Linked DNA regions of Mus musculus: regions 1, 2, 4 and 5 are each linked to region 3. The links are chromatin contacts, called in public ChIA-PET, HiChIP or PLAC-seq and promoter capture Hi-C maps. All regions are on one chromosome and are shown on one strand. Each heading gives the region's core, a stretch centred on a gene start, on an enhancer-like site or on the middle of the called end of the contact. The rest is flanking DNA. Distances are from core to core; before and after follow the strand shown.

Evidence for each region. Promoter capture Hi-C pulls out the DNA fragments that hold promoters and counts their contacts. ChIA-PET counts read pairs in DNA pulled down with a chosen protein or histone mark. HiChIP or PLAC-seq counts read pairs in DNA pulled down with a chosen protein or histone mark.
Region 1: an RNA polymerase II ChIA-PET map of effector CD8 T cells shows a contact between it and region 3, with 11 read pairs. The contact joins the enhancer-like site here to the promoter of Ncoa2 in region 3. A contact is called at or near these places in 7 of 39 promoter capture datasets (the 3T3-L1 cell line, the C10 cell line, the HPC-7 cell line and 2 more), 4 of 484 Hi-C or Micro-C datasets (CD8 T cells, Th1 cells, embryonic stem cells and 1 more), 6 of 115 datasets of contacts at active chromatin or transcription factors (effector CD8 T cells, embryonic stem cells, forebrain and 3 more) and 2 of 9 other capture datasets (adipose tissue and liver).
Region 2: a promoter capture Hi-C map of liver shows a contact between it and region 3. The contact joins the enhancer-like site here to the promoter of Ncoa2 in region 3. A contact is called at or near these places in 3 of 39 promoter capture datasets (the HPC-7 cell line, liver and pre-B cells) and 3 of 115 datasets of contacts at active chromatin or transcription factors (large pre-B cells, pancreatic cancer cells and pro-B cells).
Region 4: an H3K4me3 HiChIP or PLAC-seq map of embryonic stem cells shows a contact between it and region 3, with 8 times the contacts expected there. The contact joins the enhancer-like site here to the promoter of Ncoa2 in region 3. A contact is called at or near these places in 3 of 39 promoter capture datasets (the C10 cell line, embryonic stem cells and stem cell-derived epiblast-like cells), 10 of 484 Hi-C or Micro-C datasets (brown adipocytes, cerebellum, embryonic stem cells and 1 more), 11 of 115 datasets of contacts at active chromatin or transcription factors (embryonic stem cells, large pre-B cells, pro-B cells and 1 more) and 1 of 9 other capture datasets (embryonic stem cells).
Region 5: a promoter capture Hi-C map of hippocampal neurons shows a contact between it and region 3, with 3 times the contacts expected there. The contact joins the enhancer-like site here to the promoter of Ncoa2 in region 3. A contact is called at or near these places in 4 of 39 promoter capture datasets (embryonic stem cells, hippocampal neurons, pre-B cells and 1 more), 2 of 484 Hi-C or Micro-C datasets (embryonic stem cells and muscle stem cells), 3 of 115 datasets of contacts at active chromatin or transcription factors (astrocytes, bone marrow-derived macrophages and embryonic stem cells) and 1 of 9 other capture datasets (embryonic stem cells).

What each region holds. Positions count from the first base shown.
Region 1 is chr1:13,638,269-13,640,968 of GRCm38.p6, reverse strand. Lactb2 (lactamase, beta 2) reads left to right here. Exons shown (of 7, transcript NM_145381.2): 4 at 2,560-2,700. Among named protein-coding and RNA genes, the nearest start is that of Lactb2, 21 kb to the left of the region's middle. Within about 2 kb of position 1,263, at least 74 of the 459 cell types and tissues checked have an H3K27ac peak or open chromatin away from gene starts, as enhancers often do. A contact at or near this core is called in CD8 T cells, Th1 cells, effector CD8 T cells and 2 more, where this site is marked.
Region 2 is chr1:13,698,054-13,700,753 of GRCm38.p6, reverse strand. The region is part of intron 3 of Xkr9 (X-linked Kx blood group related 9); the gene reads right to left. Among named protein-coding and RNA genes, the nearest start is that of Xkr9, 31 kb to the right of the region's middle. Within about 2 kb of position 1,278, at least 4 of the 459 cell types and tissues checked have an H3K27ac peak or open chromatin away from gene starts, as enhancers often do. A contact at or near this core is called in liver, where this site is marked.
Region 3 is chr1:13,372,811-13,375,510 of GRCm38.p6, reverse strand. Ncoa2 (nuclear receptor coactivator 2) reads left to right here and starts at 1,428. Exons shown (of 23, transcript NM_008678.3): 1 at 1,428-1,573.
Region 4 is chr1:13,058,758-13,061,457 of GRCm38.p6, reverse strand. No RefSeq gene overlaps it. Among named protein-coding and RNA genes, the nearest start is that of Gm39592, 45 kb to the left of the region's middle. Within about 2 kb of position 1,322, at least 5 of the 459 cell types and tissues checked have an H3K27ac peak or open chromatin away from gene starts, as enhancers often do. A contact at or near this core is called in embryonic stem cells, where this site is marked.
Region 5 is chr1:12,862,969-12,865,668 of GRCm38.p6, reverse strand. No RefSeq gene overlaps it. Among named protein-coding and RNA genes, the nearest start is that of Slco5a1, 130 kb to the left of the region's middle. Within about 2 kb of position 1,433, at least 97 of the 459 cell types and tissues checked have an H3K27ac peak or open chromatin away from gene starts, as enhancers often do. A contact at or near this core is called in bone marrow-derived macrophages, hippocampal neurons and muscle stem cells, where this site is marked.

The DNA of each region.
Region 1 (2,700 bases), core at 14-2,513, 270 kb before region 3:
TATTTGTGAGTCCTGAGAACTGACTGGGAGGACAGAGTTGTTGGCACGAGCCTCATGGTATCATAATCAAGGTGAACTTTACTGGGGACCCATTTTTGACAACTTAGGCTTTTGCTAAGGTTATTTTCTAAGTCATTTTACTAAATACCTTAGAAAAGACTTTTTTTGACATCTTGGTAAGGGTAAAGACCTCAATAACAATACATGAAAAATGACGTCCAAATGGCATTGGCCTGTGTTAGGAATCTCCATTTCTCGGTGTGTTATCTCTGCTCCACCTGAGCCTGTTCCATCAGCAGGCTTAAGGTACTTGTCACACAGCTCAAAGAAGAATACAACTTGTGTATGTGGCAGGTTTCAATTCTGCTTGGGGTTTGTTTGTTTGTCTGTTTGGGATTTGGGGTGTGGAGGATTGAATCCAGGACCGCACGTGTTCAGGTGTTCTGCCTCTGAGCTCCAGCCACGGCCTGAATATTTGTTAAGCACATTTCCAATATTTTTTTAACCACCTTTCCCCTAATGTCCCCTCATCTTCCAGGTTCCTGATACCCCAAATGCTCAGCTTTCAGGGGCCTCTGCTAGGTGATCCCCAGCTTTCTCTGCCCGCTTAGCCCTCAGCTTTCTGGTGACTGCTAATACTGTCAACTGCTCTCATTCAGCTGTGCTCGTCCTGCCCATTCCTTTCATCCCTGTTGGGATTACATCTTTACCAAAAAAAAAAAAAAAACCCAAAGCAAAACAAACACCTTTTCTGGGGGTTTTAGAAGGAAAACATATGTAGATATGCACTCTACTGTCTCTAATCAAGAACCCATATTGAGTCCCTAAGTATTAAATATAAATATGCAGTTATATTTGCCCTATTCCCCTAAATAGGTCATTATTGAGAGTTTTATTTAAAATATTTCAAGAATATACAAATCAGTCTATGTAAATCAGACAGAGAAAGGTAATTAAGTTAGTCTCTTATAAATAAAATTAAGTTTGAGAAGTATTAGTCAGAATTTACTGATGTCTTCTGTGATTCACTCATGGACAGTGGGAAGGTTAGTAGAACCCACCCTGGAGCCGTGTCAGGCTTAGGTGTGCATTACCCACAAGCAGCTGGGTCAGCGCCAAGACAAGGAAAGCTGGGTTGTAAAACCAGATGTCACTAAGAGCTGCGAACTGCAAGCAGACAGTGGAGAATAACAAGGGCCCTGCTCATCAGGAGCCTGAATAGTAAACAGGAAAACAGGGTGCAAGCTGTAAAGTACAAGTGTGACTCACCGTGCACTACGTGGAGAGCAAGTGTGACTCATGGTGCACCACATAGAGAGCAAGTGTGTCTCCCAGTGCACCAGGAAAACAAGAGGAGTGCACCAGCTGAGACATGAAGAGGTGCTTTGCAGAACAAACTAGACTTAGCTCTTCATTTACTATTGGTATAGCTATAAAACTTAATGTGAATATAAATAAAAAGCTCTTAAAGACATATTTCTTGTTACGTAAAGGTACCATAATCTGTTCATAAGTTTAAGGGCTTTTTGATAGCAAGTATTAGTCATAGGCCATCCTGGGTTTCATCATGACATTTACACCGTCTTACATCCTCTATCCTTCCTTTACTGTCCCACTCTGCTGCTCCTTTCCTTCTGCCAGCTAGTCCCCTCCTTCCACATCCTTTCTCCCCATCCCAGCCGCCCCTCCGTCGGGGTGTGTGGGTGTGCGGGCGGGCAGGCAGGTGTTTAGGATTGTTTACAGGAGCATGGGTGGTGGAGTTAGAGTTTGGGCAACTAAATTAGTGGCTGCACTACCAAAGAATAGCATAAATCAAGTTCTTAATGTCCATAATTAGTCTTGGTTAAGGTTTTTATTTGATTCTAAAGGCTTGTTTGTCTTTGCTTCTGAGGCACATAGTTTTAAATATTTATATGGCTTACAAATACTCTTGACATTAATTGGCTCCTTAGTTGATGCTTTTTCATCTGTTTGAGTGTTTTACCTTTACTTTCATGTATGTATGTACTCTTATTTCTCTAAAATTTTTATATAAATACTATTAGAGTAAAATTTTATTTTCGGAACATGTAGCACTGTCCCAGCTATTATGTAGAGAGCTTCGGGATTTACCTATAGAAATTTAATAATGTAGAGAAATGCAATGAAGTAAATGAAAACTTTAAAACACACAGTTTTGTTTTTTAATTGTTACCATACAAAATTGAAAAGTTATGTTCTTATCTAAAAGTACTGTTTCTGAGTAATCTTGATTTTCATCTTTTTTATCCTTTCATGTTTTTCAAATTTGTTGTAATCATCTTACTTATGAAATAAGAAGAAAATATGTTATTGAATGTGTACTTTTGGATAAGAAACATGATCTAAGAATAGGAGATATTTGTGTGGGGTCAGATTTTTACAAGCAACCCCTGGGAAAAAATGAAATCCCCTCCTTGACAGCATGTGTTGCCGTCTTGTCTACAGGTGACAGAATTGGTCACTTCTCAACATTTTGCGCAAGCGTAAGAATTCATGCTTGTTGATTTGTTGTTCTTCCTAACCTGTGTTCTTACCTAGAGTTTTGTACACTCCTGGCCACACTGATGATCACATGGCTTTACTCCTGGAGGAGGAGAATGCCATCTTTTCTGGGGACTGCATCCTAGGAGAAGGGACGACAATATTTGAAGACCTCTATGATTATATGAACTCCCTAAA
Region 2 (2,700 bases), core at 29-2,528, 330 kb before region 3:
TACAAAAGAAAAACAAAAAACACACTAGGTTAGAAATGGTAACAGTAATATTAGTAACAATAAACTAGCATGTGCCCTGCATGCTGTAGCAGTGTAGACACATGCCATAGCTTATATGTCTAATTCTTCGATATCCCCACATTGCATTAGTAGAGCTGAGGAAAATTGAAGAAATATATTCCTTGACTCTTATTGTGCAACTAGAAAGTGATGGAACTAATATTTATTGGTAGGCTAATCAACTGTATCATACTACTTTAGAATTATCTTGAATAGATTCAATAAATAATACCTTGGCTAAACACTACAATTGTAAGTCTTGGTTTTCTACACTATTTGGCTTTAACCCTATACCATACTTAATTCACTGGGAGATAGCTTAATGGATTATGAGACAGATAAAAAGAAAATTTAACATAAGTATACATCATTAACAAAATAATTTTTCAGAACCTACAGACTCTACATCATATGAACAAACAGACTCCAAAATTTACAAAGTTCTATAGATTTGGCACCTTTACCAGCACACAGCAGAAGTTCATTACTGTTCTGAAAATACAAGTCATTACTACCTCACTCAAAGCAGAGGATGGTTTAAAAAGTGAAGCAAATAGAAGCAAAGACAGAAAGAAATAGTCACAGAGAATATAGAATATGAGTCCTTTCGGGTACTTAGTATCTGAGGTCTATACATGTACAGCCAGATTTCCAATGTCATTTCTTGACAAATCTTCTTACAAACGTCTTTCTCCTCTCTTGATTTTGGCACAAAACACTAAGAACCTGGACTTAACTTTTCTCCTATTCTTTAATTACAATACTGCTTTCTCCTAAATTATCTGGTGTGTTGGGTTTTTGGTTTTTTTCAATGTTATATCTATGGCTGTCTGGCCTGCATGCGCCTGGTGCCCATGGAGGTCAGAAGAGGGCACTGATCTCCTGGAGCTGGAGTTAGGGATAATCATGAGTCATCGCATGGCTTTTGGAACCTGAACCTGAACCTTGTGCAAGAGCAGTAAATACTCTTAACTGCTAACCTATCTTTCCTGCCCATGTGATGTGTTTTTATATTGGGGGATGTTTTTTTTTTGGGGGGGGGGGCTTGGCTTTGTTTTGTTTAGTTTTGTTTTTTGCTTTGTTTTGCTTTGCTTTCCTTTGTTTTTGCTGTGTTTTGTTTTGTTTTGTTTTGTTTTGTTTTGTTTTGTGAAACAGAGTCCACTATGTAGTCCAGGGTAGTTTTAAACTCAAGTTAAGCTGTGTGCTTCCAGCTCCTGAGTGCTGGGATTACAAGTGTACACCACCATGCCTGGCTTTAATCTCCACCAAATTAATGCATATGCATAGTTTTAAAAGTTCTACAGTCCTTGAAGAACCCAGCAGTCACTCGCTTTAGCTCCCTTGACAGTGAGCTGTAACCCCCAGAAGATGTCCCTTAGAGCTCCCCTAGTTGTCCCTTTGACACACGCTGTCATAGTTCTACACAAAGCACAGTCTGAGTTTATCTGTAGTGGACCTGCTCACTCACTTCCCATTCAGAGAAAGGAAAGCTTGGCACATATAAATATGGCCGTCCTCCAGCCCTCTCCCTCCAACTCCCCAAAGAGAAACAAAATGGTGTTTAGCAAAAATCTTCAATGTTCACTTAATCATAACGACATCAGTAGGGCTTGTGTTGGCTTGGGGCTATTTTTTTTTAACCTCTCAGAAACTATATCTTCTTCTTTTAGAGCATTTTTGCTTCCTGTAATTAGCATTTGCCTTCCTTCACACTTGATTTCTGTCTCCCACACTCTGAGAAGTCATCAAAACTGATGACTCCTGTTTGTGAGACTCAGAAAAGCCCTCAGGGTACAAACGCCTTATTAGTTCTAGTCAGGCTGAGAGCATTCCCACTTCCATATATTACATCAGATATTTTTCTGAGAGCATCCTCAGTTCCATATGTTACCTCAGATATTTTGCATTTAGGAAAGTCTTTCTAAGTATCGTATACAATGCCATGTTTTCAGTGGAAGGGTTGCCTATGAATCCTTTAGTCCTTAAGTGAGAAAGCTGATGCTCATAGCCTACTTCCCATCTACTTCCCATGCTGAGTGGAGAGATGAGTTCCCAGACAGCAGGGCAGGAGAGGTCCTGGGTGGGCAGATGTTCCCTGCTGGAGCTTAGAACAGACTCATTTTGCTCAGTGAATGGCTGCCCTTCTCCATATCTGAACAGATGTAGCCTCTGAGTTGTGAGGAGAGGGTCTCCACTGACACCATCCTGCCATGCTTAGCAAACTGAGAAGCAACAAGCACTCCTTTTCCATGTGCCTTAGGGTACTCAGTGCAGCCACTACCCAGAGCTAGAATAAACAAGATGGTATACTATGTTAAGATGACAGACAACCCAGGAGGACTTCAGACTAAATTCTTCCAGGCTCTGCCCACCCTCCACACCCTCTGCCCAAAGATTGAAATATAGATAAAATTGGACTTTGGAGCCTGAGTCTGTCATCCTGCTCTTTCATGCAGCTGGGCCAATCAGTGATCAAAGAAACCAACCTCATCACTATTGGCCCTTTGCCACTAATGACTTTGTAACTAGAGAACTCACAACTCCCCCTTTTTCAGACAACCCTCAAGATTTAATTTCTTAGAGATAGTCCTCTTCACCCCACTTAAGATGATTTCGAAGAACCCTTGTAGTTCTCCTCAC
Region 3 (2,700 bases), core at 179-2,678:
GCAGACACTTCCCTGAAAAACGTGAAGTAGCCTATTGCAGACCTCCTTCCGATTCCACTCACCAATGTTAACATTTGTTACAGCTTTCTAAATATTTTCTAGCTATAGCCAAGTAGGCATATACTTTTCTTTTTCTTTGTCATAATAAACTGGAGCTAAAAAAAAAATACGATCAAAAAGCATGTTTTGCAATTAATGGACCTGGGCTCAAATCTTGCCCACCTTGCTTACTGTGTAACTCTACAAAAATTACTTCTTTAGGTTTCAATGTTTTATGAGGTATAAAAATAGCAATTACTTCGTAAGGTTTGAGGATTAAAATTTGGAGTGTGTGTGAATCACTTAATGCAGTGCCAAGTCGTTACAGTTCAATAAACACTTATTGTCTATGGCAAGTGACCTTTCATAAGAGTTAAAATAAGGAAACGTGTTCCTGTCATATTTTGATAACTTCCGTTAAGCAAACAAATGTTGCTCATTTCTTTCAACTAATTATATCTAAATGGAAAAGAAGTTGCTTTTCCAGTTAAAAACCAAACAACATTTAAACGTGAAAACTCCTCCACGTCTCCTTAATCCCAATACTCCATTGAGGATTTGATAATGGATTCCCCAATTAAAAAACAAAACAAAACTTTTGTTGTCTCACTGCGTGCGGAGAACACTCCCCTCGGTCTTTCTAAATACTGAGCAGCCTTTGCTTTGTCAGGCAATCCCGGGGTGGTACCCCGGTAAGTTCGCCTCCCGCGGTCACGCCCCTCTATCCCCTCCAGAGACCTCAGGGACAGCAATTGGGGAGGCGTATCCACGAAAAAACCGAGGGGACATGGTGGCCAAGGAGTGCGCCCCGGAACAGCGTCTGGGTGCAGAGGTGCGCCCGAGGGGTGCAGGCTGCCGGCTACCGGGCCCTGCCTGAGCGCGCGCGGGAGGCACCTCTGGGACTAGGTTTTCCGCGACCTTCTCGCCGCAGCGTCCCTGCCGTCGGAGGCGCGGCAGTCCCTTGGCCTCCACCCCCAGGCCCGGGCCAGTCCCCCTTTTTAGCTTTCTTTTGGGCATTGCCCTTTGCCCTCGCATGGAGTCCTCTGTTGACTCTCCCTTCACTTCCAGTCACCCATAGGTCACGGTCCCTAGACCACAGCCACCCATCTTGTCCAACTCCCCGAGCTCTGAAGTCTCGCCAGCCAGGGAGATGCTGAGGACCCCGCGGGTGGGGTAGCCCCGGTGTTCCCGGGCCCACGCTCGGGGGCGCGGGACGCAAGTTTCCGCCCGGTCCCCTGAGCGGTGACAGCGTTCGCTCGGAGGCGGCGGGGAGGCGGAGGGCGGGCCAGCCCCGTGCCCGAGCCCCCTCCCCTGCTCGCGAGCTCGCGCGGTCTGTGTCTCTCTCCGCAAGTGCAGAGCCGCGGAGGAGGAGGGGGAGGAGGAGGAGGGAGCTGGGGGAGGATCTCCATTGAAATAAACAACCAGGCAGCAGTTATTAACACGGGAACATGGCGGCCGCAGCCTGGGCTCCCGCGGCGGCGGCGGAGGTCAGCGCCGACGGCAGCCCGCACCTGACGGCGTGACGGCCACATTGGTAAGCGCGCCTCCCCTGGGGGCTCACGGGCGGCGGGCGGGGGGCGCCGCATTCCCACCCGGGCCGCTGCCCTTGGTGCGCGCAGCCCGGCGGAGCCGCGCGCCGGCCGGCCGGGCAGGCTGTTGTTGTGTGCGGGCACCGCTGCCCAGGCGTGCGGAGCCCGCGACGCCCATCCTCGAGGCGCGGCCGAGCCGGGGACTCGGCTCCCGGGGGGAGGGGGGAGGGCGGGAAGACGCCGAGTCCCCGGGAGAGAAAGGAGGCGCTCGGGCGCCGGGCGAGAGAGCTCGGGAGACGAGCCCTGGAGCGCGAGGCGGGTGGAGGCTGCAGCCCGCGGCGCCGGCCGAGAGGTGAGCACCAGGCTGGGAAGCGGCGGTTGTGCCGCGGGCCCCTGCTCCGGCCCCCTCGAGGCTGCGCGGCGCAGCCCGGGCAGGCGGGGGAAGCCCGGGCCGGCGGGCGCAGTCGCGGCCGGTGCTTTCTTCCCGGGAGGCGTGCGGCCACTGCTGCACGGGTGGGAGCCGGCCGAGGGGAGGCAGGACCTGGGAAGTGCCGGGGGTGTGTGAAGGTGACGCGGCCGGCAGGGGCGGCGGCGGGGGCTCGGGCGTCTGGGGGGCCTCGGGCTTGGGTGGCTTCGGGGCGGTAGCGCTCGGGCCGCGCAGGCCGGGCCGCGGTGGGGGCGGGGAGCCGGGGTCGGGCGGCGGCGGCGGTGGCGGCGCCGCGCCGGGCTCGCCCCTGACTTAACTTTCTGGGTGCGGGCATGTGTGCCGGAGGCGCGCTGGGGCCGCGGCCGGGGGCGGGAGGCGGGCTGCGGGCCAGGAGGTTCCGGGTTGGCTCGCCAGCGCCCCCTCTTCCGTACCCCTTCTGCGGCCCCTGCAGGGACAGGCCCTCGGGGGCCCCCCGCGGGAAGCGGGAGGGGTCCTGGCGGCCCTCGCGCCCCGGTCACGCCCTGGGCCGGGGACCCTCCTCTCCGGGCCCCTGGAGGCTCCCGGGGAGGCGTCCAGGGTCGGCGCCGCGGGCTGGAGTGCCCGCACCCCGCCCCTGGGGGAGTCCTGGAGGCGCCGCGGCCGCGCTCGGGGGTGGCTCGGTCCCTGCTTCCATGGTCCCTCCCTTTCCCCTCCCCCAAGTGGCTT
Region 4 (2,700 bases), core at 73-2,572, 310 kb after region 3:
GCCGGGTGTTCTCTTGCTAAGGCACAGCCAGTTTCCTTCCGCTGAGGCTCAGGTCTATATAGCCTGAGCTAACCCTGGAACTCATTACGTAGCTCAGGTTGGCCTCACATTTTTTCAGTGATCCTTCAGCCTTTGCCTCCTGAGTGCTGGGATTTCAGGTGTGAGCCACAGCCTCCTGCCTTCTTCCTTTCCCAGATTCACTGAAACACAAAGACAGACAATTGAGTAGCTTTGCTTGCATCAGCCTGATTTTTCAGGGTGCTGGGGATCAGCTGCTCCTCACAAAAGCCTTCTGAGTGCCAAGCACATATTCTTCTGATAAGCACCACCCTCAGCTCACTGATGTCTTTTTGAAGGTACACATCTGCCTTGATAGCTGGGACCAAGAGACTCAACAGCTCAGCAGTTACTTTTGTTCTTCATGGTGAGAATGCCACAGAAGATTTTGAGGAGCCTTGGTGGAGTTGCTATGTGTTATCAGAGAAGCTGAGGACTTCGCTCTGGGTTTTTGGCCTTGCTACTACTGAAAAAAAAAATTAAGAATTGGCTGAAAAGAAATCTTGAGGGTGCTCTTATTAGAGTTTAAAAGAAAAACCAGGCTGGAGAGATGACTCAGTGATTAAGATCACAGACTGCTTTTCCAGAGATCCTGAGTTCAATTCCCAGCCTGGTCTATTGAATGAGTTCCATAATAGCTAGAGCTACACAGAGAAACCCTGTCTTGAAAAACCAAAGGAGAGCTCTGGAAGAGATGGCACAGCACTTAAGAGCACTGACTTCTTTTCCAGAGGTCCTGAGTTCAATTCCCAGCAACTACATGGAGGCTCAAAACCATCTATAATGGGATCTGATGCTCTCTTCAGTTGGGTCTGAAGACATACAGCAACAGATAACTTATATACAGAAAACCAAAGGAGAGGGTTTTCTTCAGTGTTCTTGTTACCGGAGCAATATAGAGTCATCTTTTGTGCTATCTTATGTAAATGAGTACACTATAGTTGTCTTCAGACACACCAGAAGAGGGCATCAGATCTCATTACAGGTGGTTGTGAGCCACCATGTGGTTGCTGGGAATTGAACTCAGGACCTCTGGAAGAGAAGTCAGTGCTCTTAAGTGCTGTGCCATCTCTTCCAGACCTCTCCTTTGGTTTTTCAAGACAGGGTTTCTCTGTGTAGCTCTAGCTATTATGGAACTCATTCAATAGACCAGGCTGGCCTTAAACCCAGAGATCACCCTGCCTCTGCCTCAGGATCAAAGCACTGGGATCAAAGATATGCTCCATCACTGCCCATTTCCTAACACATTTCAGTTTACAATCCAGTGTTGGATTCCATGACAACAGTTCAAGATTGTCATTGTGGCGTGTCAAGTTCAAGACCAGCATGGACTAAACACACCCCTGTCTCAAAAATAAGAAGAGAGGAGAGAGGAAGAGAAAAAGGATGAGGAGGAGGAGGAGGAAGAGGAGGACGAGGAGGACGAGGACGAGGAGGAAAGAGAAGAAAGGAAATCCAGAATGTGGTAGTTTGAGATGGGTCAGTTTAACAGAAAGGCAGACTGTACACATTTAACCCTCTTTTGTAGTTTGAATAAGAATGGTTTGCATAAGTGCATAGACTTGAATGCTTGGTCACCAGGGAGTGGCACTATTATTTGAAAGGATTAGGGGTAGTGATCTTTTTGGAGGAAGTGTTTTGGCTTTGAGGTTTCAGAAGCTCATGCCAACTTCAGAGTCTTTTTCTCCCCTACTGTTTGTGGATCCAGACGTAGAACACTAAGCTCCTTCTCCTGTGTGCTGCCATGCTCCTCGCCAAGCTAATGATGAACTAAACCTCTTATAGTATAGGCAGGCCGTAATGAAATGCTCTCCTTTATAAGATGTGCTTCCTCGGTCATGGTCTCTTCACAGCAGTAGAACATCGACACCTACTGAATAGCAGAGGGTGTTACATTTTTCAAATTATATTGATGGTTACTGCTTTGTAGCCCACAGATCCTCAATAAAAATTTACACTGAGAGCTGGGTACAGCGGTTCCTCCCTGTCATCCCAGCACTCGGGAGGTTGGGGGAGAAGGACCAAGAGTTCAAGATCAATCTTAGCTGTGTGCACATTGCCTTAAACAAAACAAAAATTAAAAACAAAAACAACTTCTCTTTTGAGACTATGTAGCTTCGGCTTAGGACTCACTATGCAGATTGGGTAGATCTGTAACTCAGAGATCTCTGCCTGCCTCTTGAGTGCTTTGCAGAATTCTTTAATTGGCAGAGAAACAAAGTACATTATGACTCCGATATGGTAATAAGTGGAAAGGCACAGGGTGCCCAGGTCCATGTCCTGCAGGGGATGGGTGGGGAGGAGAAAAACATCTTGACGGGTGTACATACATAGGAAAACCCAGCCTGTTCAGGATTTGCTACCATTTGAAGCCTCTCCTTCAGGGTCTTAGAACACATGGTCAGTGGGCACTGTTGTTACCAGTGATGGCCTGGATAGGAGTACAACAATGAGAGCTTGCTGGTTTGAAACAAACAGATGTAAGTGCGGTGATCCCAGAACAGGGTGGGTGGAGATGGGAGAATGAGGAGTGGAAAGCCAGCCTTGGGTACATAGTAATCTCAAGGTCAGACCCTGTCTCTAAAATATCAAAACCAGCTGACTAGACAAAAACATCACTCAAAGAAGTAAGCGGATGTGTAT
Region 5 (2,700 bases), core at 184-2,683, 510 kb after region 3:
AGCAAGTGTCAAATAGTTGCCCTACCTTACTACAGAATGTTAGAGGTTGTTCCTCTTAAGCATCGCCTCTTCGCCCTCCCTGCCCTGCACCCCTCCCAACCTCTGCTCATGCCCAGAGGGCGCTCTGCTGGTATCACACTAAAGCTCTGGGCTCCCACGTGAGCGAGAACATGTGCTAGTCCTCTCTGTGTCAGATTACACGTAACACGCTGTCCTGCAGGCCCACCAACTACTGCATTTGGATGCTTCTCCTGTCTCACAGGAGTTCTCCTGAATGCGCTGGCATCTGAAACTTCTGGGTGAGAGGCAGGAGGTGAAAGACTGAAACAGCAGCATGAGTCACAGCTGAAGCCCTGAGCCAAGGCGAAAGCCCTGAGCCACGGCGGAAGCCCTGAGCCACGGCGGAAGTTCTGAGCCACGGCGGAAGCCCTGAGCCACGGCGGAAGCCCTGAGCAGATATATTTAGTCGGCTGTGAGCACTCTTGATGGAAAGATGATTGCTCCATTTTGCGCTCCCGACACACCTCATGGTGTGCTGAGAGAGTCGCAATGGTCCACATACCTGGGCTGGTACATGAGTTATATGAGTGAGTGGTTGTGCAGCTGGGAGAGCCTCGATTTCCTCCTGCATTGCAGTCACCGGGAAAGCCATTCACACAGATGGGAAGGATGCTGCCACACACTCTAGCTAGTCTAGCTAGTGAGTTAGGACCAAAAATGCTACCTTCTGCTGGGCTTCTTAGCCCTTCTACAGGGGAACTTCCCAAACTCACAGGTTCAGAATACCCTCCCTCCCCTCTCTCAACCCGAAAGCCCAAAAAAGCTGGTTCAAGGAACCAGTTTGACTCTAGAAGATTTTAGCAGCTGTTTAAAATGGCTATGCTGTGGGCAGAGTAAGGCAATATGATTTCTCCCCAATTACTTACAGTTTCTGTAACCTGAACGCCCCCCGCCCCCAAGCGTATGCACACTTTCATGACATTAAGAAATGAACAGTACGGAGGGTTATAGACTCTGGTCATTTCATTTCCTTGCTTTAACCCAGCCTTGGAGTTTTATTATTGAAAAAGCATCTAGTTTCTTTTGCTCTTTGTAAAATGGCCAACGAAGTAGAGATGGTCTCCATGGCTTCAGCACGTGTGAATCAAAGACATGCTTTTAATTGCGCAAAGTCAGAGCTGTCCTGGGAGCTGGAGATTTCCTGTACAGCTTTGAGGGTAAGAGCCAACATTTGACACAGTTCCAATTTATGATAGGAACACAAAACAGCAGAGAGATGAAACTGCACTTGGGTCTACTGTGATGGCTCAGGCTCTGAAGAAAGGTCACACTTGCCACGGATCAAGATATTTTCTTGTCAAATGCAGTACATGAGAGCAAGCATGAACAAACTGCAGTGTATGGAAATGAAAATGTCTTTAGCTGTACTGAAGTGCCACCTAGTGTTCATTATGAAAAGCACACTGGGATCCATCCCATAATCAGCCTCCAAATGCTGACACCATTGCATACGCCAGCAAGATTTTGCTGAAAGGACCCTGATATAGCTGTCTCTTGTGAGGCTATGCCAGTGCCTGGCAAACACAGAAGTGGATGCTCACAGTCAGCTATTGGATGGATCACAGGGCCCCAATGGAGGAGCTAGAGAAAGTACCCAAGGAGCTAAAGGGATCTGCAACCCTATAGGTGGAACAACAATATGATCTAACCAGTACCCCTGGAGTTCGTGTCTCTAGCTGCATATGTAGCAGAAGATGGCCTAGTCGGCAATCATTGGGAAGAGAGACCCCTTGGTCTTGCAAACTTTATATGCCTCAGTACAGGAGAATGCTAGGGCCAAGAAGTGGTAGTGGGTGTGTAGGGGAGTGGGGGGGGGGAAGGGTATGGGGGACTTTTGGGATAGCATTTGAAATGTAAATGAAGAAAATATCGAATTAAAAAAATTAAACTCTCTCACACACACACACAAAAGAAAAAAAAGAAAAGAAAAGAAAGAAAAGCACACACTCTACTTCTATGCTCCTGACTTTAGAGGATGCAAAGTCTAGGACCTTTTTTCTTCTGCAGAAAGCTACTAGAATTAACTAGTTCTTCTCAATCCTTGAATTGGGTTTGTTGGGCTTATGGGGGTGGGAGAGGGTAGGGAGGGTACAGGTTCCAAACCTGAGGATTCGGGAAGTTTTCTGGTACAAGGACTAGGAGACCCAGTAGGAAGCGATATTTTTGGTCATAGTTCACATATCAGGTTGAAATCTCTCACCTTGCTGTCTCTGTGTGATGTCTCTACTCCCTAAATGTCAGAGTCTAATTCTAAAAGGCCGTTCTCTCTCCTTGCATGTACAGCGTCATGTGTCTTGACAGCCCAAGATACTGTGCTGGCAAAGTCTTCGGCAACAGTGTAGGGGAAAGCTAGCTCACTAGTCCAATGAGCGTGGTCACAATAGGCTATTTCTTGAGTGTGGGAAGGGCTGGGAACTCGGAGAAGCCACAGGTTGGCCTTAGAGGACTACTGTAGTTCCTAACAGCAGCTTTGAGGGTCACATGTCCCTCAGAGATGCAGCGTGGAACACGTTTTGTTTGGGGGGGGGGGTCTTACTTGATATCCAAGAATGCATTGTCTACTAACATAAACTTTGTAAACACCCAACAAAATTTGACTCTATTGGGAAATTGAACAGGGGCGTACTTCCAGCTCTGCCC